2 separate regions of the Danio rerio genome follow, and region 1 is linked to region 2. The links are chromatin contacts, called in public Micro-C maps. All regions are on one chromosome and are shown on one strand. Each heading gives the region's core, a stretch centred on a gene start, on an enhancer-like site or on the middle of the called end of the contact. The rest is flanking DNA. Distances are from core to core; before and after follow the strand shown.

Region 1 (6,716 bases), core at 3,419-5,918, 82 kb after region 2:
TTTAATAGAATCAAGATAAACAAAGCTGACCCGGAACCAAAAATCATTGATAATCCGCAATCTCATAAATGCGATCAATATTCCGCTTCACACCACAGAGGCACATTTCAGTGGCTTCTCTCCCAGCATGTTAGTGAATTAAACACGCATCACTTACATAGTCGTGGAAGGCCTTCGCTTCACTGGAGTGATCACATGTGTCCCTTCGCTCGGGTGCTGCGCAGTACAGGTCCCAAAACACACTGCGTGATAAGAACATTGTAGTGAGAAGACATTGCAGTGTCACAATGGTTAGACTGAGTGAGCATAGCATTAATAAAACATCAAGTATTAAGCTGTGATTTATGTTTGGACCATTTTCATATTGATTTTAGCTAAAATAATAAAGTTTGCAGTGCTGTATTCAGAAACATTTCTCCCATAGAGATTTTTGTTTTAGGATTATAACGCATCAACAATCACTCGAAACATATTTTTGATGCTTGTCAAAGTACTAATTTAAAATGAGCTGAATCAACACCATTCTTAAATAGTTACTTAATAGTTTAAGGTTAAATAAACGTAAAAGTGTAAAAACCATCAAGTTAACTTAATCGATTTATGTTTAAGATGACATGAAGGGATTGTGTAGAATCCAGTATTTTTTTTTTACAGTGATGAACTAACATTACAATCTTTGAAAGCAAAAACATAGATAAGAATCAGACTTAATACAAAAGATATAAGACTTAACAGCCACTAGCATGGCTATTTGTATTTCTGTCACGTTTCCAAAAACTTCTTTGCTTTAAATCCAAATTTGTGATGTTGTGGTTCTCAATGTATCTAGTTAGCTTGGTCCCTTATGACAGGTTAAAGGGAAAGTTAACCCAAATAAAAAATTAACTCACCTTTTACTCATTCTCAAACTGTTCTAAACCTTTATGAGTTTCTTTAACTGGTAACCATTGACATTCATACTGTAATAAGGAAAACAACCACTGTGAAATCCAATGGCTGGTTTTCCAATACTCTTTAGCATGTCTTCTTTTCATTCATTCATTCGATGATTCATTCATTCATTCATTCATTCATTCGTTCATTCGTTCATTCGTTCATTTGTTCGTTCATTCATTCGTTCATTCATTCGTTCATTCATTTGTTCGTTTGTTGATTCATTCATTAATTCCAGCAGGTTCTATGCAGAGGATGCATTTCCAGCTGCAACCTGGTAAGGAAACACCCATACACACTACACACACTCATCACTATGGACAATTTAAACTACCCAATTGATCTATAGCACATGTGTTTGGACTGTGGGAAAAACCGGAGAACCTGGAGGAAACCCACGCGAATACGGGGAGAATATGCAAACTCCACACAGATATGTCAACTGGTCCAGTCAGGACTCGAATCAGCGACCTTCTATTTGGTTGAACTATTTCTTTAATGAGTGAAAAAACTACAAGCGCTGCCGTCATTTAAAATATAACAGTCATGTTAAAATATAAAAATATATAGTTAAAGCTGTTGGTTTTATTTACAAAATAAGTCTTTCGCCTCACAGCAAGAAGTTCGCTGGTTCGAGCCTCAACTGGGTCAGTTGCCATTTCTGTGTGAAGTTTGCATGTTCTCCCTGCGTTAGCGTAGGTTTCCTCCGGGTGCTCCGGTTTTCCCCACAGTCCAAAGACATGCGGTACAGGTGAATTGGGTAGGCTAAATAGCCCGTGGTGTGTGTGTGTGTGTGTGTGTGTGTGTGTGTGTGTGTGTGTGTGTGTGGATATTTCCCAGAGATGGGTTGTGGCTGGAAGGGCATCCACTGCGTAAAAACTTGCTTTATAAGTTGGCGTTTCATTCTGCTGTGGCGACCTTAGATTAATAAAGGGACTAAGCCGACAAGAAAATGAATGAATGAATGAATAATATTTCAGAGCAAAGAGAATTAACAGCTGGCTCTGTTATACAATTGATTGTGTTTCAAGTGAGTGGGCGGTGCTTAGTCCATATTTTCGGGCACTTTGCTGGCTGCAACTCTCTGATTGGTGTACTAAAATTAAACATTGTGGGTAAAGTAGTTTCCCTTCAGTCATTTACTCTAAGTGAGTTATGTCAGAAATGACTAGTAAATTCCCAAAATAATTTCCGAAATGACATCCCCTTCTGGAAATAAGGGATACACATGAAAGCAAGATGATTTTCTGCACATATTTTGCAAGTAAACGTCATTTTAACAAGTAAGTTGGATTAATGTGAATAGAGGAGTTCAACAAATAAATATACAATCAATAAACAACCTCAGAGCTCACAACCCTTCTGTCTTTAAAGGTTTATCATAAAAAAAGTTATCATAAAAAAAAATTCATTATTGGCAAAAAAGGAGTGGAGTTTTTACTTTCCAAGTCCAATTTGTTGATTAATTCCAATGCGGATATTTGTCCTGACATCTGATATACTTTGTACAAATGAAAAAATTATTTTGCCTGCAGCTTTATGAATCTAATTAAACCAAATTAAGTGTTTCATCTGCCTTTTTTATAGCCGATATGCCCATTGTTTAAGATTTAAGTCCTGGAAGGCTTATGACCTGCATAGTTTTGCTCCAACTTCCTTCAACACTGCTCCGTGGAAGTTTCCAGTATACCTAGAGAGAGCTTGATTAGCTGGTTTAGGTGTGTTTGATTGGTGTTGGAACTAAAATATGCAGGACACCGGCCCTCCAGGACAGAGTTTGGACATCCCTGTTAAAAACTATGTGGACTAGGGTAGCATGATATTGGATAAATCTGACATTGCGATATTTAGTTTTGCTGCAATATAGATAGATATCGATATAAATATAATTTCACCAGATGCTTTGAAAAGCTCTAATTGGAAAGATTTCATTTATTTAAATTGACTGGGATGATAAAGTGTTTTTCTATGCAATGCATCTGCATGAATTATAGTTAATCACAAGCATATATAAATACGACAAAGCAAAAATAAACCGTGCTACATGGTAAGTCTAGCAGTATTCGGGTACAAAAATTGAACATCAAATGTAAAATAACATGGTCATCATTGTATAAATAATAAAAAAAATATATATTATTTAATAATATCTTTATCTTTTAACCATTCATTCATTTTCTTTTCGGCTTAGTCCCTTTATTAATCAGGGGTTGCCACAGCGGAATGAACCGCCAAATGATCCAGGATATGTTTCATGCAGCAGATGTCCTTCCAGCCACAACCCAGTACTGGGAAACAACCATACACTCTTGTATTCACACACATACATACACTACGGCCAATTTAGCTTATTCAGTTCACCTATAGCACACGTCTATGGACTGTGGGGGAAACCAGAGCAACTGGATGAAACCTACGCAAACATGGGGAGAACATGCAAACTCCACACAGAAATGCCAACTGACCCAGCCAGGGCTCGAACCAGCGACCTTCTTGCTGTGAGGGGACAGGCTACCCACTGCGCCACCACGTCATCTTATCTTTTAATCTTTAATAAATAATCTAATCTTGCGATGTGACTTTTGAGTGACACACACTGTGATATTGATGCTCAAACAATATAATGTTCAGCCCTAATATGTACATTTGTTGGATTTTGTTGAAACTGTGAAATTAATCACACACTTATGCACTGTAAACAAAATGATGGGTTCCAAACAAATCCTTCATGTTTTCATTCAAGTAGATTGAACATTGTACAAGTTATCCCAAACATAAATCAAGAACTGTAGTAGTTTGAACAAGCAAGAAAGATCATTTTTGAGTGTGTATAGATCAAATCTCTTGAGTTAAAAAAATATTCAAATAATAATAATAAAAATTTTAATAAAAAAAAATTATTTTCCCTTCAGACTAATTTAAGATATTTCATCAGTTATCACAGTTGCTGTTCCAGAAATGAATCCATTTCTCCATCCATCATGTTAATGTTATGATGATAATAAAAAGACTGCAAAGCACAACACTGATCAGCAACTTAATACAATCCATACACACCACCACCAAGAGTGCAGAAAGCCTGGCGGTTCACCCAGGGTTATGTTCTTCTCCCATCTTATCTAAACAAAATAACACACAGCAGAAACGCACAACAGTGAATTCATACATCACAACATGACTGGTCAACACACACAAGAAATGTAGGCTACTTAAGGATAAATATGCAACACACCTCTGATAAAAACGTCTGTGCGGATTTCTGAGCTCCCACGTGCAACAAATATTCATAGACATATAATGCCAATCTGTAAAATAATAACAATGAAAACAATCACAGCTTTATAATAATAATAATTATTATACATTGTTATTCTTGCCCTGGAGATTCAACAACAGTTTGCACCTACATACAACAATCATCCATATCACAATAGGCGTTCGCAAACATAAATGTTTTGAAACAAATACTATTTATCTTAAAAAGTGAAATGAACAAGACCGCGAAAAAAACAAAAAGAACCACAACGCAAGCTTGTAACACTTTAACGCCACTGGTATACCTTGAGGAGGAGCGCTTGACAACATAATAACAAAATATCATCAGCTGTGCGCGTAAACGAGCGTGAAAAGACAGGGAGAGCAGCGCTTACTTTTCCCGAGCCTGCCCGTCCGATGGCACCGCGGTCCCTTTACCTTTGGCGAACATGTCTGTGGCTGAAAATAAACGCGTCTGCCAGCTTGACTGCGATGCTTCCTTATGCTCCAGCTGTCAACGTGCAGCCCGCCTCTGACCCCATCCGCTTCAACCGACCCTGCCACAGCCAGATCATGAACTATGGGCGGGGCCCCGTCCGCATGATTGACAGCTACATACACCAATGGATGTGTTCGACGCGACCTCATAATCCTCCTCATCTGCATAAAAGTTAAAACAATGAAATCTGAATTTTAGCTGTAATTTCGATAAAGTTGTCTACCCCACGCCCCCTGTTAGATGCTATGAGAATGAATGAATGAATGAATGAATGAATGAATGAATGAATGAATGAATGAATGAATGAATGAAATTGGTCTGAGCGCAGGTTCATCTCCACATAATGGCTATTCTGTGGTCTTGGTAAAGGAAGACAGACCGACTTTTTTGTTCTTAAGTGGCTAACTTATATCCATTTCTTTTGACAAGGTTTCAAACCGCATGATAAAAAAGTTGTAAGTTGTAAAAACAAGCTCAAATGCATATTTTAGAATCATGATTAACATTCATTTTATTTTGTTCTGTATTGTTATTGTTGTTGTTTTATATATATATATATATATATATATATATATATATATATATATATATATATATATATATATATATATATATATATATATATGTCATTGATTTTATTGTTTTATAGCAGTTAAACATTTTGAAATCACTTTGCCTTTTAGTTACTCAATTATTTGAGTGATTATTTAAGTTATATTATTTACAATATTGGCATAATATCTTTATTTTAGTTATTTAAAATAGTAACATTACTTGATTAATTTTATTATTTCATTTATTATTTCTAATTGCTCTTCAAGAGTTTTCTGTATAGTCTTTGTTATCAATCTTTATTTTACTTAGTGTTAACTGTTTCCTGATATTTATTTATTTATTTTTATTCATGCTAATTACCCTACTTTCTGCAGTATTTTATGTCCAATGTTTAATTATTTATTACGTTAGTGGGTAATTTTTATTTTTTTTAGTGGGTAATTCATTTATTTCCCAGTGTTGGATTGCGGCTGGAAGGGCATCCGCTGCGTAAAACATATGCTGGATAAGTTAGTGGTTCATTCCACTGTGGCGACCCCTGATTAATAAAGGGACTAAGCCAAAAAGAAAATGAATGGATGAATGAATGAATGAATATTCATTTATTCATTTTCCTCTGGCTTGGTCCCTTTATTTATCAGGAGTCGCCACAGTGGAATGAACCGCCTTTTGTTTTATATATTTTTTCTTTGTTGTTTTATTTAATTGTATTTAATTTCAATTTACTTCAATAATTACAAATAATTTGCCATGGTTTATCATGATATATTAATGAATATTATCATGTTTTGTTTGTTCTTGCTTTTTATTCTGTGTAGATGCTTGAATAATTTGGCAGTTTTGCAAGTAAAACACTTTAAACCTGTTAAACCAATTAAATTTGTGAGTAATGTAACTTCTCAATTTAGTGATGTATCAAAGTACTTCATCCTCTCACGTGTGTAGGACCTATAGCCTATTAGCAGTCTTATTTTATAGTCTTATTACTTCTTAAAGAAAATGATTCTCTTTTATAAAAGCTTGCAACTACTACTGTCAGTTTAATTTGACTTTAAGTCAAAGCGCTATTCTACGCATTGAAAGGCTTATTGCGCCACCTGTTGGTCAACAAACTAAACGACAAACCGCAGGTGTCGACACATTCCGTGCAGTGAGCAAACAAACATAATTTACTTTGACGTTTGTCATTGTTTTGACGTAAGAAAGAAGTATAAAAACAAGGACATTAAGACTTTTTAAAGAACATGTGCAAACATGGAGCAACGGGGCGGGGTCTCAGTGAATGAACACTAGCTCACAGACACACACGCACTGCTAAACTAGTTAGTGAACACTACGAGCGGCTGAAGCGGCGTTTTGTTGACCTCTAGGGCGCCGCAGGGCTTCCGTGAACACCGTCAATCCAGTTATGATCATCCAAGAAGGCTTGCTGTTTTGAATTCATACAGACTCCTAAGGCAAGTTTGCGGTAAGG
Region 2 (6,964 bases), core at 249-2,748:
TGAGGCTTAGCGAAGGGACAATTCATTTCAATTTGTAAAAACAATTAGGTTACCCTAATCGATTTGTGTTTGACAACATGAAAGTATTAAGTGAAACCCTGCATTTTTAACAGTGTGCATGAAACATGATGTATGAGATATGACACTCAATTAAAAAAATGCAAGCCTATGAATATCACAAACTGAAACCCCACATATTGGATAGACATGCCAAGTCCTTACATGTTTACTCCTGGCATTCCCGGCCCCATAGAGTTTGGAGGCCTCATTCCTCCACCATAGTTCTGTAGTGATAACCATGGGTCAGACTATGATATCCAGAATCCCCAGAGGACACCATGAGAGAGGAGAGAGCAAGAACATAGTTAGTTTACGCACATACACTGACTATTAAAATGCATTGAGATATTCAGACATTCAGCTGTTTTAACTATATTGTCCAGTCCTAGAATTGAGCAAATGTATTTAATAGATTTAGGGAATGGTATTTATATTTTCATGAAAGAAAGATGAAATGAAGTCTTCGGGTAGTATAAGATTCAGACCTGTGGTCCTGGTCCCATTGGGCCCATTCCTCGTGGAGCGTTCATTCTCTGCATGGATGCCAGGTTTGGATGGCCTGAACAAATAATAACACCATTAAAGCGTTTAACAGACAGCTATAAAAAAGACAAAATGTTAAGTGTTGTATTTACAAGTCCTTTCTGTAAATGGACTTAACTCTTCTAAGAAAGCTTCCAAAGATCATGTAATTATGATTGTCATTAATTAAGGCAAGACTGTAATATAAAAGACAATTGAGTTCTGCATCCTGATGCCCATTGCGGTTTACAAATGACCAAAACTGCACTGTACATGATTTATCAGACAAGATATTTCATTTTTATTTCCTTATTATTGCAATTTATTTTCTATTCCACTGGTCTCAGTTGAAAGCAGAACTCAGGAATAACTTGTATCCATCAGGCAGGCAACAATATGTAATAATTAATTATATTATTAATTAATAATAAATAAGTTAATAAATGAAAATAATGGAGCAGAGTTTTTTTTTACTATGCTATAGGTGAATTTAATAAACTAAACTGGCCTTGTATGAGTGTATATATGTGAATGAGAATGTATGGAGGTTTCCTAGTACTGGGTTGCAGGTGGAAGGGCATCCTTTGTGCAAAACATATGCTGAATAAGTTGGTGGTTCTTTCCTCTGTGGCGACTCCTGATAAATAAACGGACTAAGCCGAAGGAAATGGAATGACTGAATTAATAAATCTCACCAAATCAGGTTTAGGTAAAAAGTGGTTTTGTCAATTTGGGTGAGTTGCATGTTTTCAAAACTTCCCAACTATGTTAGGTGGACAGTGCCAAAATTGTGCACATACTGTGTCTTCAAACTGTATTAAAAGATAAACTCAACGTTAACAAACACAGGGTGTTCTGTGCTTCCTTGATTTCTGCAAATGTACATACGTACATGTATGTTACATTTGCAGATTACAGTTGAACTGTTTGTGCACTGCCTACTTGGTCCACAAGGTGTCAACACTGAACAGATCATTGTTTAACAGTTGGAAAAGAAATTGAGGAGCTGGAAAAACAAACAAAGTATAATAACAAACTACTGAAGGTTATAAAAAAAGACAAGGTGTCAGAGTTAACACTTCTCATTTACTTTGAATAGAATTTCATGAAGCATTGCCGAACTGAATTGCGGGTCTACAGAGTCGCTTGAGGCTGAAGTTAAAAAATTTTAAGTGCCAACACAGGCCAATCAGATTTCTTTAAGCAAATACACAAGTTTAGATGTTGGCCAATCACATTCGAATAACAATATGTCAAAATGGAAAAACTTATTATGGCAGAAAAACTTATTATATTCACTCTATGCTAAATGATCAATCTTTATAAATAACAACTATTTCTACAACTACTTCTTCTGTCTTATTTACTTCAAGTTCAGGTTAAAGTGATTGGCTGTTGTCACTATGATGATCAAGTTAATAGAAGGCTTTAGAAAAGCCTTCCGTCAAGCATTAATGCAGAAGCACCTTTTGAACTGGCCTTTATTGATCATAACTTTTAGAGAGAAAAAGTGCAGACAGTGGACAAGGATTGGTCATTCTAGTCTGTGTGTTTCGAGCACACGCTCCACATGTGTTTGAGTGTCTGTCCTCTGTTCAACACACAAGAAAACATGCTGGCCATTGAATTTCATAGTATTTTTTATCCTACTAGAGATGATATTGGCTTTTAGTGTCCAACATCTTTTGTGTTGAACAAAAAGATTTTTTTTTTACTACGCTAAACAATTTGTGCTTTTTGTTGACTGGTGATAGTCCAGCCCATACAGTCATGTTGAAACTCGCAACACTTAAGGAAATTCTTATATATCTCCAAAATATGTTGACTTAAACCTGTTTTAGGGTGCTTTCACACCTACACTTTTGTTTTGGAACGTGTCTCGATTGCCCAGTTAGCGCGGTTCGTTTGGCATATGTGAACAGGACAATCGCGCTCTGTTCCATGCCATAGTAATCGCTCTGAGATCGCTTTAATGAGGTGGTCTCGGCTCGATTGAAACGAACCCTGGAGTGGTTCGATTACAGTGAGAAAGGGATCCGATCCGAGCGCGGTTATATCACAGTGTTTTATGGATATGTAATAGGCATACAGCTATATGAAGAGAGAATTATGAGCATGGCGGGAAGTTTCGCGAGTCTCCGGATGCCCACAAACGAGTGATGATCTCCCGGTAATCTCGCGTCTCCCTCCCGGTCCTCAAATAGGCTACGTCGCGCACCCTTCTCACCCCTCCCCACCGCGTCTCTCCTTAGACACATTGCGTGTGCGCACCCTGTCAATCACCATCAAACCACCACCTCTCCTAACAGCTGAGCGGGACGCTGCAAAATAAACCCTGACACTCTAACCAATGTAAGGAGAGTTTACTTGCACGTGACTTGTTTTAGTTCTTTTGGTCCGATTAGAAACTGTGCAATGTGAAAGCGAAGCGCTCCAAGAGCAAAGAGCAACAATGTAACATTTGTAATCTCTGTTTCGCAACAACTGAATTGATTCACAGGTGTGAAAGCACCCTTAATCTCCCAAAAAGATATAATCTCAGCATTTCTTTCGAAATATATATTCAACATTTCCAGAAAAGATCAATTTATTGTCAATATATATTGCTAAATATTTAAAACCTCCAACACACTCTATTTGATGTCCATCAAGTACTAAAGATTCTAACACTTCATTAGAGTCTTTATTTCTGCCAATTACCATCTCTGTGGTTTTATTAACAATTATCTCCAGTGAACTCACCAGTTTTGAAGCAAAATTATATAGCTATAATGCAATGCAGTGCCACATCATTCACATATTTAAATAAGTTAAAACATAAATCCTGGATCTTACATTCATTTGTATAAAGCAAACAATAGTAAGGGTGATCAAACACTTCTTTCTGGAACTCCTGCATTTACAATAATTGTTTTCGACCTTAAAATCGACAACTACTCTTTGAGGAAGATTTAAAAGGAAGTCTCTAATCCACCAAATAATATCACCATTCACCCCTAAATCTAATAATACTTGCAAAAAAAAAAAAAATCACAATTATTCAAATCTAATTAAACTTTACAGTGTTATAGGGATAGTTAACCCAAAATAACTTTATTTACTCGCCTTCAAGTGGTTCCAAACCTCTTTTTTCTTCTGTTAAAAACAAAACAAGATATTTTGAAGAAAGCTAAAAAAAAAACCTTTAAGCATTGAAAAACAAATACTATGGAAATCAATGATTACAGGTTTCCAGCTTTCTTCAAAATATCTTCTTTTGTGTTTAACAGAAGAAATAAACTAATAAAGGTTTGAAACAAGTAAAGAGTGATTAAATGTTTTTCATTTTTGGGTGAACTAGCCCATACATTTAGCTTTAAATCTCTCACCTGTTGGTCTTGTAGGGTCCATCATATTTGGAGGTAAAGGCTGTCCACCTGGAGGCTAAAGAAACAAAGAGGTTAGGTGTTAAATAAGTCCTAGTTTATTAGCACTGTTGTTTAAACCATTTCAATCTGCATTACCGGGTTACCCATTCTCATGGGCGGTCGAGGTCCTCCAGCATAGCGAGGTGACATAAATGGCTGCAAATGGAAACACAGTGACTTAAAAAAACACAATGCAACATCCACTTCCCTGGCTAATACATTTAAAATAAAATAAAATTGGTAACACTTTACTTGAAAGGTGTTCATAAGACTGTAATCAAACCTTTATAACGATGACATGACACATCTCATGACTTTATGTGTGCTTATAACAACTGTGTAAAAACTTATAACAACTCAGTTATGACATCTTGAATGCAGTACAGTGCAAGTGCAAGTTTTTACAGTATGATAACTTGACATTACCAAGACAACAAAACTTGTCATAAATCGGTCATAAACATGATTGTCATAAGCCATTATAAATATGACATCAATTTTATAACAGTGCCATACTTGTTTTCCTAAACTACAGTCATACAAGCTGAATTTGTCGTTAAAATGTCATTAAGTTGGCATCGATGGTGTAGTGGTTAGTGTGTCGACACATGCACTCTGGTGCTCAAGGCGACCTGAGTTCGATTCCCGCCTCAAGGTCCTATGACAATCCTTCTCCTCTCTCTGCTCCTTATACTTTCCTGTCTATACTCTCTACTGTCCTATCTGTTAGAGGTGAAAACCTCCAAAAATATAATTATAAAAAAAATGTCATTAAATATTATTGATGCTGAAAATGATTTGACGGAGTAATAACACTTTAAAATTTATTGTTAAATACAGTTTGTTTCACTGAAAACGTGATCAGAAAAGTCATGATGACACAATCATAAAAGCCTCATGACAATGATGATTATGACAGATTTATGTTAATTTACTAAGTTATGTTGTTTGTCATGACAAAAATGAAAACTGGTTGTGATATACACTCACTGACCACTTTATTAAGTACACCTGTATAACTGCTCATTAACGCAAATTTCTAATCAGCCAATCGCATGGCAGCAACTCAATGCATTTATGCATGTAGACATGGACAAGACGATCTGCTGCAGTACAAACCGAGCATTAGAATGGGGAAGAAAGATGATTTAAGTGACTTTGAATGTGTCATGGTTGTTGGTGCCAGACCGACTGGTCTGAGTATTTCAGAAACTGCTGATCTCCTGGGATTTTTACGTGCCACTATCTTTGGGGTTTAAAGAGAATGGTCAGAAAAAGAGAAAATATCCAGTGAGTGGCAGTTCTGTGGGTGCAAATGCCTTGTTGATGCTAGAGGTCAGAGGAGAATGGCCAGACTGGTTCGAGCTGATAGAAAGGCAACAGTAACTCAAATGACCACTCCTCACAATCGAGGTATGCAGAAGAGCATCTCTGAACACACAACATGTCGAACCTTGAGGCAGATGGGCTACAGCAGCAGAGGACCACACCGGGTGCAACTCCTGTCAGCGAAGTACAGGAAACAGAAGCTACAATTTGCACAGGCTCACCAAAATTAGATGATTGGAAAAACGTTCCCTGGTCTGATGAGTCTCAATTTCTGCTGCGACGGTAGCGTCAGAACTTGGCATCAACAACATGAAAGCATGGATCCATCCTGACTTGTATCAATGGGTCAGGCTGGTAGTGGTGGTGTAATGGTGTTGAGGGATATTTTTTTGGCACACTTTGAGTCCATAAGTACCAATTGAGCATCGTGTCAACACCACATTAAACCCGAGTATTGTTGCTGATCATGTCCATCCCTTTCTGACCACAGTGTACCTATCTTCTGATGGCTACTTCCAGCAGTAAGGTGCACCATAAAGCGCAAATCATCTCATACTGGTTTCTTGAACATAACAATGAGTTCACTGTACTCAAATGGCCTCCACAGTCACCAGTTCTCAATCCAATAGAGCACCTTTGGGATGTGGTGGTGCAGGAGATTGGCATTATAGATGTGCCGTCGTCAAATTTGCAGCAACTACGTGATGCTATCTTGTCAATATGGACCAAAATCTCAGGGGATCATTTCCAGTACCTTGTTGAATCTATGCCATGAAGGATTAAGGCAGTTCTGAAGGCAAAAAGGGGGTCCAATTCAGTACTAGTAAAGTGTACCTCATAAAGTGGCCAGTGAGTGTATTCATGTCAAGTTGTCAAAACAAAAAATAACTGAGCAAACAACAATTAATGACTGTTGTCATAAGTTTCATGACAGTCATATGAACACCCTATTCAGGTACAGTAAAGTGTTACCAAACATTTTATAAATAATATTTTTAAATAATCAATAGCTTTATAGCAATAAAAAGGCATCAGCAACAATAAATAATACATAAAATAAGACTTTATTTTGATGGTCCATTTGAGTATTAGTAGACTGTCTGCTTAATATCTGCTGATACTGCTCCTTTAACAGACATTTAACTGACTATAAGAAACTTTGCAAGTACATGTCAACTTACACTAACCCAAACCTCAACCTAACAGTCTACTAACAATCTAATGAGAATTAGTTGGCAACTTAACTTAAATTCAACAAATGGACAATCAAAATAAAGTGTGAGCTAATTCTATCATTTCACAATAAAAAAATAATTATTTTAAAGTCTCTCCAGATAAAAATCACATTAAAAAAAGGGCATTGCCAAATTATATGTTTCAAAGTCAGGATAAAGGGAATGGGGAATATTACAGCAAAAGCATACAGACGTGTGCAGGTGACATGCAGAGCTGCTGTCAGCATAGAGAACGTGAGTAGAACTTGTGTGCTGTTACCTGTCCGTGCGCGGCCATCATGTTAGCGTTTGGAGGGAGCTGAGCGTGAGGGGAGGGTTGGGAACCAGGGGGTCCCTGCTGAGGGAAGGGAGGAAGAGCAAGTTGCCATAGTACCAGCAGCCAAATGCCAAGAGAAAGACAGAGCAAAGTCA

The links. A called contact is a pair of places that touch in the nucleus more often than the background predicts.
Region 1: a contact with region 2 is called in a Micro-C map of caudal fin, with 9 times the contacts expected there. The contact joins the promoter of ssbp3a here to the enhancer-like site in region 2. A contact is called at or near these places in 7 of 18 Hi-C or Micro-C datasets (caudal fin, embryo, fibroblasts and 2 more) and 2 of 4 datasets of contacts at active chromatin or transcription factors (caudal fin and embryo).

The regions. Positions count from the first base shown.
Region 1 is chr2:11,448,686-11,455,401 of GRCz12tu, forward strand. ssbp3a (single stranded DNA binding protein 3a) reads right to left here and starts at 4,669. Exons shown (of 18, transcript NM_001130643.1): 1 at 4,584-4,669; 2 at 4,166-4,238; 3 at 3,991-4,052; 4 at 158-242. The coding sequence starts at 4,639. The region is part of intron 1 of LOC137487670; the gene reads right to left. It also overlaps a transcript of acot11a not described here.
Region 2 is chr2:11,370,208-11,377,171 of GRCz12tu, forward strand. ssbp3a (single stranded DNA binding protein 3a) reads right to left here. Exons shown (of 18, transcript NM_001130643.1): 6 at 6,813-6,887; 7 at 4,086-4,145; 8 at 3,951-4,005; 9 at 546-619; 10 at 223-308. The region is part of intron 1 of LOC137487670; the gene reads right to left. Among named protein-coding and RNA genes, the nearest start is that of cdcp2, 34 kb to the left of the region's middle. Within about 2 kb of position 1,499, at least 1 of the 62 cell types and tissues checked has an H3K27ac peak or open chromatin away from gene starts, as enhancers often do. A contact at or near this core is called in caudal fin, where this site is marked.